Regions from separate parts of the Hordeum vulgare genome. Here region 1 is linked to region 2. A link is a contact called in public Hi-C data. All regions are on one chromosome and are shown on one strand. Each heading gives the region's core, a stretch centred on a gene start, on an enhancer-like site or on the middle of the called end of the contact. The rest is flanking DNA. Distances are from core to core; before and after follow the strand shown. Region 1 holds the start of LOC123426586 (protein MEI2-like 4). Region 2 has its middle 440 kb from the start of LOC123428072.

Region 1 (5,869 bases), core at 1,281-3,780, 480 kb after region 2:
CGCTTGGGAAGCTCCTACTTCGTGTTGTGGAGTTGAACCAAGATGTTTGTAAGGGGAAAGAGATCGCCTACTTCGTGAAGATCTACCGTGAGTAAGGCTAGTCCTTCGTGGGCGGAAGCCGCGGTGGAATAGACAAGGCTGCTTCTTCGTGGACCCTTTGTGGGTGGAGACCTCTGTGGACTCTCGCAGTCGTTACCCTCAGTGGGTTGAAGTCTCCACTAACATGGATGTACGATAGCGCCACCTATCGGAACCATGCCAAAAATCGTCGTGTCAACCTCATGCGTTTGATCTCCCTACCTTACTCCTTACTTTATATTTGCATGTTTTACATTCCGCTGCTACACTCTTATAACTGCATGTGTAGGGTGTACTTGACTTGCCTTAATTGCTAAAACTGGCCAATAACTAAAATTGGGAAAATGCTAAGTTTTTATCTTGTCAAGTAGTCTAATCACCCCCCTCTAGACATACTTTCGATCCTACAACTGTGATGGGGTCAACATAACACCGCCTTCTTCCAGCCTCACTTAGGCAGTGGTGGCGCTAGGGGTCTACCTGGGAATTCCCTAGAGTACCCAAGATTTTGGCCCAAACTTCTCTACTACATATGTCTATACCCTAAGCACTTGGCCCACTAGGTGTAGGCCAAACTGGCACCTAAGGCAGCAACCAAGCGAACTGGATGTGACAGACCCAAGTGTACGGTCACACACACGCATCCTCCACCGATTCCCCAACCTAGCGGTAGTGAGGCGGCGATTCCAAGTCCGGCGGCTGCCCTCTCCCTCAGTCCCTCCCCCCCTCCCTTCGACCAGCCCTCTTCGTGACTCTCTCCCCTCCCCTCCCTTCGGCCTCCGTTCCTCGCTGCCAAGGACACGTGCTAGTCCTCCTCTGTCGTCCGACCTTGTCGGCTCCCCATCTTGGCTCGCACTTCGAGGCTGCAGGCGCCCTTCACGACACAGCTCCACCTCCGGCAGTCCGACCTCTATGGCTTCGTCGAAGGTATTTCCCCCCTATGTTTTTAAACAATTTTGGAGATTTTTTGTAAATGCCATTGCTTGTGATTGCTAGAGGTGGTAGAAGACAATCGATGATTCCTTGTAAACCAATGAAATTGAATTGCTTATTATGTGATTAATTTGCTAGTTGCTACGTGTGTGATTCACTCATTGCTAGATGAACATAATGAACCCAGTGACCACTACTTCTCTTGATCATTTTCACTAATTGGTTGAGTCAAGAAAGAATGAACAATATTATATTGTTTTCAAACTTCGTAAGTTGGTGTTCATTCTTCCTCAATGAAATACATGAAGAATCCACTAAGAAAGAATGCTGAATATTTAAACAATTGCTTGGTTACATTTGTTGAAAGAGAATTAGGATGTCAGCAATCTCTTCAAAAAAGGGGGTCGTAAAGTTATATTGTATTTGTTGTTGTTGTTTGTAATCTTTCTTATTTGTTTCAGATGTTGTCACAATGATATTTTGCTACTATTATCGATGTATGGTCATTGGATCATCGATATTGCCATTTTAAAGTACGTTTGTTGCTGTGTTATATTGCTTCTGCCAATAATATGCTCTATATTACAAGAATACCTAGAAGCAAACTCCTCGCTCCGCCACTCTGCTTAGGGACACCTTCCAAAAGGCCATAACCTTCCATGGCCGTATCCGAAGAACATGAGGAGACACAAACAATGTATTCACTCCGTTCTTAAATATAAGTCTTTCTATAAATTTTGTCATGAACCATATATGGATGTATATAAACATATTTTAAAGTATAGATTCACTCATCTTATTTCATATATAGCCCGTAGTACAATCTATGGAAAGATTTATATTTTAAAACGGAGGGAGTAACTTTAACGGCAATCAATAACAAACGGAGGGAGTAACTTTCATGACAATTAATAACATTTAATGTTGGTGAGCGTTGATGTTGCATCTTTAGGTTTGTTTCAAATTGCATAAGCTTGTATATTTTGTTTGAAAACATGATTTCAAATATAGTCCTCACGAACCTGATTTCCCCCATCGTTTATGAAAGGAGGAGAGTTCTTCGAACAGACGGAAGGTGGCACCAAGTATAAACGTGCCAACCTAACAGCAAGAGCCGTCGAAATCCCCGGTGGTTCGGCGGCAGCAACTCCAGCGGTCCAGTCCCGATCGATCTCGCACAACTCGTACTGGTGAGCGTTATCCTGTCCCACACCAGACAATCGGAGAACGTGACCTCCGCGTCACCTCACCGCGCCAACCCCCCCACCCCTCCGCGAAATAATTCCGTCCCCGTCCAAACGCCGCTTCCCACCCCGGGCCGACGCGCAGCCACGTGGGTCCCGCTCCCTGACACCCGGCCCAGCACACTGACAGATGGGATCCCTGGCCCGGGTACGTATGGACGGAATGGCGAAGGAGCTATCCGGCGCCGCGGTGGGGTGCGCCGCGGGTGAGCCTACCGCGATGGGGACCGCACCGGGCGCGGTATATATAGGCCCCGCACCTTCTGTATCGCGTTTCCACTTAGTCCAATAAATAATTATAATATAATAGTGTAGCATTTCGCCGCTCTTTAAACAGATTTTTTTTTTGGCCTTCGTCTCCGCTCCGTCTCGTGTCGTCTCACCACCGCCAGTCCACCACCAGCTCGCCGGAATTCCCCCGCCGGATAGGCGCTGCGGCGGCATACCTAGGAGGAAGAGGAAGAATGGGGAGGAGTGGAGGGGCGCCCGCTGCCGCGCTCGCTCGTTAGGGTTAGGTGCGCGCGTGCGTGAGGATGGAGCTCGCTCTCTGAACTCGCTTCGCCGCCCCCCGCCAAGGGCATTAGCTGTGCCGTCGCTGCGCGGTGGGTGATCCGCCCTCGTGTGACCTCCGAGGGAGCCGTTTTGGCCTGCGCCACGGAGCCGTCTCTTCCGGGCGCGTCCACGGGTTGCCTGTTGCGGTAAGTTCCAGGCTGTGACAAGCTGAAGGGGATCTCAGCTGCCGATCTGGTGAGCCTACAAATTCTTCCGTTTCTACCCCTTTTTTTGCGCTTTTTCGTTCAAATTCACGGTGCGTTTTATTTGTGGAGAAAAATGGTGTTTGAATTCCGCGAGGTATTTGTTTGGGGCTAATTTTGTGCGTATTTTTCTCGCTTTGTGTGATCTGTGCTCGGGTTCTGGGGATACTTTGATGCGGTTGGGCAGTATTTTGGTCTGTTCCGCCTTTTTATTTTGATCACAAGTTTCTTGTGCTCTTTCGAGCTCGTCGAGGACAAGGAGCATTAAATTTCCCGTCGCCTTTTGGGCTGTTTTATGGCTAATTAGTTTGGGAGCACATAGTTCTGCACGGAATTTTGCATAACCTTTTTTAATCGGTAAATCGAGTTGTTCCGGTCCTAAATTTTGCAGAATTTCTACCTTCTTCCATAGCCCAGTCTCGGGAGTTCGATTTTACGTTCACGGTCGATCAAATCTAGGCCTTGGGACTGCATTTCTTTAGCAGTTTCTCGCGTGTATTCTTCGATCCGCTTCGTCGAGCTACCTGAGGGGTTGAAACTTGGTATCTGTCTATCTTTCAAGGTACTAGCAGGATGCCAGCTACAGCCATGGAGCAGAGGCACCACATGCTGCCCCCGTTCCACCTCCCCGTGGAGTCCGAATCGTCTTCTCCCATGTGGTAAGCCAACTGCAATAGCCAAATTATTGCTCGCTATCCTTAAATGATGTCTAATGATGGACTGCATTCTTTCTTACTTTGGGGCAGGGGGTACTAATTGGTTCAGTTTTGGGGTGACTTAGTGTCATTAACAACTAGACCTAGGCTAATTCCTTTCATCATTATCGAATTCTTTTTGTAGAGGCCAGTTGGACTTTTCAGGCAGGGATGTTTTCCTGAGCATGTTGGTGATTACCTGAGCATTTGTGTTATTTGCAGGTGCTTATTAGTTTATTCTTAGGGTAGTTTCTGTCAGACTAAATAAAATGTGATCCAGCAGAACACTGTTACAGTTTAGTTGGGATATGTGGGGGCATCCGAGGTTCCACATATGGGACAATTGATCGAGCAAGATTGGAGAATGTGTATCGCTGTTTCCAGGTAGCTTAAGGTAGCTGTCTTGCTATATATAGGTGAAGCAGCTTATTTGGAAGGCACATGGTCTCACAGGGGTGATTGGGTATTGATTATTGACAGATTTTTTTTTTTAGAAAAGGAGGAATACCTCCGGCCTCTGCACGATTATTGACAGATGCGCATGGATGTTGCTTACAACGATTATTCCATTAAATACTGCTGATGTTGCTTCATCACTTCTCTTTAGGCTCAGTGTTTGTGTTCGTTCTTATGGCTGATTTGTTTCTTCTTTTTGAAAAACAGAAGAAAATCCACTGATTTTGGGAAGTAGGTCTGTTGCATCTTCTCCAGTCGAAAGCTAAAGCCTATTGTCACAAAGGTTGTGGATCAGTTAGGGCTTATGGAGCCATACAAGTTGATGGACCAGAAAACCCCCTTTGGTGAGCATAAGTTGTTGGGCCATCAAAGGCATGTTAACCTGCCGCCAACCCCCTGGAGGGCTGATCAAGATCCTCTACAACAACATGATTCATTTTCGAAGCCGTTGGCTTTATTTTCTAATGCTAGAAAGGGACATCTAAATATAACCCAATATGAGAATGGACTTTTCTCAAGCTCCCTTCCTGACATTTTTGACAAGAAATGTAAGCCCTTGATCCTTCTCTTGCATTTTTTACTTCATTTATTATAGTACTCCAACACTGAACAATAAACTGCTGCCATCCAATATGGTACTCCTCCCTTCAGTTCATATTAATAATTGTATGTAGATAACTGAAAGGCTAAAGAAAAGAAGATAAAGATGAGGGGAGATGAGTATGAAGAAAAGATTTTTATTTTGCTTATTAATAAGAAGCTTGTTTGCTTTTATCGTCTGTTTCACTTCAGTGAAATCTGAGCTTTTTTTGCTACATCCAAGTGAGGAATGGGACAATCTGGCCTTAGATTTTCATGCTAGATCCAATTGAGAAATGAGAGTCTCTGTGTTTTTCATGCTAAATCCAAGTGAGAAAAGAAACAATCCACAATAATATTAGTGCTTAATATTAAATTACTTCCCATTTGCTGATGTGCAGTGAGACTAACACCCAAGAATGGCCTTGTTGGCCAACCAGCTGAAAAGGAACTCAACCATGCAGATGATGAGCCTTTTGAACTAACTCAGGAAATTGAGGCACAAGTGATTGGCAATCTCCTCCCTGATGACGACGACTTATTGTCAGGTGTTCTTTATAATGTGGGTCACCCTGCCCGTGCTAATAACATAGATGACATTGATGACGACATATTCTCTACTGGAGGTGGAATGGAATTGGAAGCTGATGAAAATAACAAGTTGCTAAAACATAACGGTGGAGCCAACACTGGTCAGACTGGGTTAAATGGCCTACCGTATGGCGAAAACCCCTCGAGAACCCTTTTCATCAGAAACATTAATGCCAATGTTGAGGATACTGAATTGAAACTCCTATTTGAGGTAAGTTTCATCTTCCAGCTAGACTTTGTCCCAACTCTAAAGGCAATATATTTCACCGGATATCATTTATTTTCTTTGCAGCAATATGGAGACATCCAAACACTTTACACTGCCTACAAACATCATGGTTTAGTGATAATATCTTACTATGATATAAGATCCGCAGAACGTGCCATGAAAGCGCTTCAAAGCAAGCCATTCAGGCAGTGGAAACTTGAAATACATTACTCCATCCCAAAGGTATTTCCTTGATATAATGCCATTCTGACTTGACATGATGTGATTCTTTGACATTACTTAATGTGATATTACTATGATGTTTGCTTA
Region 2 (6,261 bases), core at 2,156-4,655:
CCTGGTATCTCTGGTGGAATTGTTGGCTGAAGTAGGCGGTGCTGATGTAGGAGGATGTGTGGAAGTAGATGAGGTTCGTGGCGTCCATGAGGAAGTGCGACCTGCGGAAAAAATAGTTCTCGCCAATGCATGTTGATCGTGCACTTCACGTTCAGCTTTGCAAGCAAGATGGAATAAACGAGTGATAGTGTGATAATCCTTATAATCTATAATAGTTTGAATATCTCTATTTAATCCACCCATAAAACGTGCAAGCATAGCTTCATTGTCCCCAACAATACCACATCTAATCATGCCAGTTTGTAATTCCTGATAATATTCTTCTACAGAATTTTTTCCTTATCTTAAACGCTGCAATTTTTGAAGTAATTCACGTTGATAATATGGTGAAACCCAACGAGTACGCATAGAAGTTTTCAAAGCAGCCCAAGTAGTTGGAATATTATCATGACGTATACGGCAATATTCATACCACCAAACACAAGCAAAACTAGTGGAGGAACAAACAGCAGCAGCAACATGTCTATCGTGAGGAAAGGGCGAGCATGTAAAACGTTGCTCTGTTTCTAACTCCCAAGTAAGATATAAATCAGGAATATATCGACCATCAAAAGTAGGAATATTCAATTTAAGTTTAGGGAGATGGTCATGATCTCGTACCTGAGGGTGTGGTGCATCTCTACCATTTAGATTGTATCCATGTGGACGACCGGCGGCCTTTAGTGGTGGTTATTGTTCCTGGTGCTGAACTGGACCAACCTCTCCTTCATCATCGTAATCACCATCATAATCCTCATTTTTCTCAGCCACAAAAACCTCGGCAGTAGCAGCAGGAGGAGCAGCAGTAGGACCAACAACACCAAAATTCGGAACTTGGCCGACAGGCACATGTCGCGCTCGTAGGCGTTGTGGTTGTTGTTGTTGAAGGGGACAGAAGCTGCAACTGGCGGTGGTAAACGGGCAAGCACCTCATTGAACTTGGCGTTCATCTTGGTGTTAAATTTCTTCTCCATACCTTATAGCTTGTCCATGGCCTCTCCAAAGGTGGTGACGAAATCTTGTACCTCGTCAGACATCATTTGCTAAAATTTATCATGGAGCTCCCGGTTGGTCAGGTTCTTCCAGTCGATGTCCTCGTCGTCTGATCCTGGCATGGTTAGCAGCAATGGGAACACAAAAGAATATGAACCTACACACTCTTAGGAAGTGGTGGTGGTGTGTCACAAATCCATCAAGCAAATCTCAATTTCTTACCAATTCTTACCCAGCAACAGGTGGCGATCGGCAACCGGTATAGTCAAAACTCTCAAAGCTTGGATAGAGCCATTACCAGGTGGTGTCACACACACGATGTAGATGTATGTGAAGCTGGGAAGGCTTATAATATGGTAGCAAGAAGGGTCGGCAATAATCAGTTCAGAGATGCAAAGTTGAAAAGATGCTCAACGACGGTACCGTGCTGGTCTTAGGCTAGACCGTACTAGAGACGCGATCCTATAACACCAACAAAGTCACGGCGACACGTAAGCAAGGAAAAGCCACTCTGATTTTCTCTTTTTTTGCGCTCTTTTTTTCTTCAGAAAATCACTATAATGGCGAGTGTCTCAAAACTCTTCCGTATGACCAAAAACAGGATATGCACGAAAAAGATTGATATTTTTTTTTCTGGAGCAATTCGGGGCTGCGACGATTAAAAATTGCGACAAAAATTACTATGATGGCAAGTGTCTCAAAACTCTCTAAAAAGCCTAACAAAACGATAAGGAAAAACAATTCACCCATTAAAATTTTAGCCTAAAAAGTGCTCTGGAAAACGTGCCAGGCTCTTTTTTCTTTTCCAATATTGTTTGCAAATAAAACGTGTGTAGGTAAAAGGGAGTAAATCGCATGTGTGGCCAACATGCGAGTTCAAATTTATGTGTTCCTGTAAAGCACGCTTAATCTTGTAAGTACCATATGTCGGCTCTAAACTGAATTTGAGTTCACCGGGTTTGTGGAAATGAACGAAAACATGCAAAAAGAAAGTAAGAAAGAAAACCCGTCTCATCTTTATTAATCGGTATGTTCTTTTTTGTTTTGAGAAAAGTATATTTTAACTAAGTACATAGTACAAATTACTTGATCGCTGAAACCCAGTTGTAAAAAGAGAAAGTTATTATCATTTTCTGTTACCATTGATCTTCTCCCCGCGATCCCTCTTTTGAGAGGGAAAGACAAAAAGAGGGAAGAGTGAGCGGCCGAGGATCTGGAAAGGCAAACGGAAGAAAAAGCCATATACACAACAGAGTGAGGCCTTCAACTGTTCAACAGCATCCACGAGAGCATCACCATCAGCACCTGGTCCCCGCCGCGTCCATTTTTTAAAACCGCACACGGGCCATGAGCCCATGAACCCATGTATTATATTTACTGTTCGTCCGAACCAGTGCCCACACCCACGCAATCACTGACAGCTGCAGGCCCACGTCTCAAAGGAAGGGGACCACCCCTGATATGCTTTTTTTTCTGCTACTAGGGAACGTCCACTCCCGCGATGCTTGTGGGCAAGTGCCGTGCCCGATCTCGTGCGATGACGCGACGACTTACCGCCCCATAACCCGATCGCGATCGAACGGCTGCTGCAGTAGTCATCGTCAGGTTTGGATGGGTAACCTTATCGCACGATAGGTGCCCGGCCGGGCGTGTCGCTCACGCGACAGACACGCGCCTCAGCGGCCGGCCGGACTTGGCGGGAGGGTTTCTCATCCCGGCTGTCCGTTTGGGGCTACGGTCACGCCACTAGCTTCGCCTTCGGTTTAGCATCCCCTGCAGGCTTGCAACATGTGCAATGTGTTGCACGCGCGTGGGCGCACATACAGAAACTGTGGTCCTGACCAGCCTGGCCTCACACTCCACGGCGATAGGATGCTTCCCCTCTTCGCAGTTCCGCGTCAAAATATGTGCACGCCATTGTTCTCCGGCTCCCCGTTTTCCGTTTCGGCGCGGGCTCTCGGCTCTCGCACGCACTACCTGCCTGCTGTACTGAACCGGGCAGGCAAGCGATTGCGTGCACCACTCAGTCTGCCCCCGTTTTAAAATCTCTAGCCCCGCACAGCCTGGTTCGCTGATTCGTACGCTGTCAGCTCACGTAATTCAGTGCTTGCTTGTGAGACAAGCCGTGCCGATGCGGGTGCACAATCCAGTGAAAAAACAACAATAAAACCGTCACCTGCTCCTTCGATTCCTCCGAATCTTCCAAGCAAACCCGTGACCTAACCCGGACAGAGAAATTCTCGCGTCTTTCCGCTACGTACGCCAACCATACCCGCTTCTCTACCAGGGGAGCGAACCCACTGATACCTGGGGGCCGAACAGAGCGCGTGGCCACTACCACAACGACACGCTCGCAACAAGACCGGTCCCACTGAACGCGACAACGCGACGGTGGCGATCAACTTATCCTCGGATAAGTCGCGGGACCCAAGAGAGCGACCGCTTTAAGCCGCCGTAAGGGTGAAACGTGAAAGGACGCGAGCGGACCTCTGGTTATTTGAACCCTTTCGGCGCGGAAGGAAACGTCAATTGAGACCATACCTGGCCATCCTTGGGCCGTTTTGGGCCGGACCCATTAAAGCCTGATGCAAAAAACCTAGGCCCAAACCCGGTCCGATCTGGCCATCGGGCCTAAAAATCAGGTCCAAGCCTGTCTCATTGGTGAAAAATCCCATTGGGACTCGGGTCGGGCCTCTTACTTAAACTGCAAAATTGCTAGACCCGAGCCCGGCCATCGGACTCAAGATCTAGGCCCAGGCCCGGCCCATGGGAAATGTTGTGTCGGGCCCGGCTGGGCTTTTTTGGGCTGGGTTGGGTCGGGTCGACCGGAGCGGACTGCCATGGCCAGATCTAATTGAAATGAAGGAGTTGTTTGGCTCTACATCTAGCAATACGAGTCACACTTCATATTTATCTAAGGTTAGTTCTTTTATCTAAGGCCCGGCCCATGGGAAATGTTGTTTGTCACACTTCATATTTATCTAAGGTTAGTTCTTTAAAATAAGAGTCATACATTGGCAAGCCTAAAGAAATCTTCTCGTACTTTTATGTGTGTATGTGATGTGGGATCCTAGTATGGTTTGTCAAATGTGTGACTTGAATCAAACACCCACCTAAATTGGTCAAACTTGTCTAACCTTAGGTGTGGCAACCTTTGGCCAACTTAGTCACTAACCAAAAAGCCTCAAAATGTACATGTGTTAAATTTCCTAACCGCAAAATCAATTTATGGTTCGCCATAAATCGTGAACCGGTTTTGCGGGAAGTTCTTCCCTCGCACAAAACAGATACACGAACTTAAATTTTTAAACTTAAATAGGTTCCCGTTAGATAGATCAGTCCGGAACAAACTCGAGTTCATCACACATAGACAAACTAAAAAAAACATAGCTCGACGGAGGGCCGGTGGCGGCTCATGGCTTCACGTGGGGAAAGTACTCGGCAGCCGCCACCGTCTCCTTCACGATGTGGTGCACAATCTCCACCTCGGGGAGCTTCTTCGTCATCGGTGAGAGCTGGTCGTGGAACTCGTTTAAGCACTCCCACATGTTGTTGCCGTTACTATGGGAAAGGGCATTGTGGTTGCATGCATGAGCCTCGCACCACTGCTCGATGGTGATTTCGATGCTAAAACCGACATATCTCTGGTAGGGGGTCCCGAGCTGTAGGTCGAGGATCAATAGTAACGGGAGACGAAGGAAGGAGATGTTTACCCAGGTTCGGGCACTCAGGAAGAGGTAAAAACTCTACATCATGCTTTGACTGTATTGATATGATGGGGTACAGAGTGTAAGATGATCTACCTTGAGATCGTAAGATTGTGTTCTAAACCATAAGGCTGTAATCGTGTCTCTAAAGATTAAAACCCCTAGCTTATATACGTACCAAGGGGCACCTAGGTCATAAACTGTGAGATAGGGATTGCATGCATCTACAATGATTGATTGTGCGCACGAGCACATATATAAGTACAAGGGGACGGCCTCTACTTGTCTCCCAATGAATACAAATATATGGGGAGAGGGGAGGCACGACAGTACATAATACATAAACTGTGGTACTATACATCTGCATATAAGACCTCTACTTGTCTCGAAGACGCTGAGACTGGACTGGAACTCCTCGAAGACGAAAGTCGGCATCCCCTTAGTCATAACACCGGCTAACTGTTGGGTTATAGGGACATGGAGTACCCCAAACACGCCCAAGCGCCATGTGCTCACGTGCGAAGTGAATATCGAGTCGATATGCTTTGTGCGGCGATGATGGACATGGTTGGCGGAGAGCTAGACGATGGATACATTATCACACTAGACAATCATGGTCTTGTTAATATCCCAAAGCAACTCGTGGAGCAACAGACGGAGCCTAGAGAATTCGACAACAACATTGGCTACTATCCGATACTCCGCCTCGGCACTCGAGGGAGACACCGTGGATTGTCGCTTGGACGACCACGAGATCAGCGAGGCCCCGAGGTAGACACGGTAGCCTAGTGTAGAACGTTGAGTGTCAGGGCAGCCAACCCAGTCCGCATCAGAATAGGCAACGATGTCAGTGGAGGCGTAGGCCGTTAGCATGAGTCCCAGAGACATAGTACCGCATACGTATCGAAGAATACGCTTCACCAAGGTCTAGTGGGAGTCGCACGGGGAATGCATATGGAGGCACACCTGCTGAACAACATACTACATGTCCGGGCATGTCAGCGTCACGTACTGCAAGGCACCAACGATGAAGCGAAAAAACTCTACGTCGAGCGCGGGAGAGCCCTCCATGGCAGAAACATTAGCCTTCGTGTCGATAGACATGGCAGCAGGATTGCAGTTAAGCATGCCAGCTCGCTCAAGAAGCTCGTGGGCGTACTTCTGCTGATGTAGAAAGAAGCCATCGGCGCGCCAACCACCTCGATGCCAAGGAAGTAATGTAGTGGCCCCAAGTCCTTGAGGGAAAATTCAGCACCAAGGGGAGCCATGAGCTAGTGAAGAAGCTCATGAAAGGATGCCGCCAGGATGATGTCGTCAACATAGAGCAGAAGGTAGGTAGTAGCAGCTCTGTGATGATAGATGAAGAGGGAAGCATCGGAGCATGTGGACCAAAATCCAAGTTGTTGTGGAATGCCGCAATACGCTAGTACCACTCCCATGGGCCCTGCTTCATCCCGTAGAACAAGCACATGTGATCTGGATGCTCGGTGTCGACGAAGCCATTGGGCTGCTAACAGTATAC

Evidence for each region. A called contact is a pair of places that touch in the nucleus more often than the background predicts.
Region 1: a contact with region 2 is called in a Hi-C map of leaf, with 3 times the contacts expected there. The contact joins the promoter of LOC123426586 here to the enhancer-like site in region 2. A contact is called at or near these places in 4 of 6 Hi-C or Micro-C datasets (leaf and seedling) and 1 of 1 datasets of contacts at active chromatin or transcription factors (embryo).

Annotation. Positions count from the first base shown.
Region 1 is chr2H:446,245,421-446,251,289 of MorexV3_pseudomolecules_assembly, forward strand. LOC123426586 (protein MEI2-like 4) reads left to right here and starts at 2,531. Exons shown (of 14, transcript XM_045110444.1): 1 at 2,531-3,002; 2 at 3,573-3,669; 3 at 4,369-4,709; 4 at 5,142-5,542; 5 at 5,624-5,782. The coding sequence starts at 4,466.
Region 2 is chr2H:445,762,001-445,768,261 of MorexV3_pseudomolecules_assembly, forward strand. No RefSeq gene overlaps it. Among protein-coding and RNA genes, the nearest start is that of LOC123428072, 440 kb to the right of the region's middle. Within about 2 kb of position 3,406, at least 3 of the 3 cell types and tissues checked have open chromatin away from gene starts, as enhancers often do. A contact at or near this core is called in leaf and seedling, where this site is marked.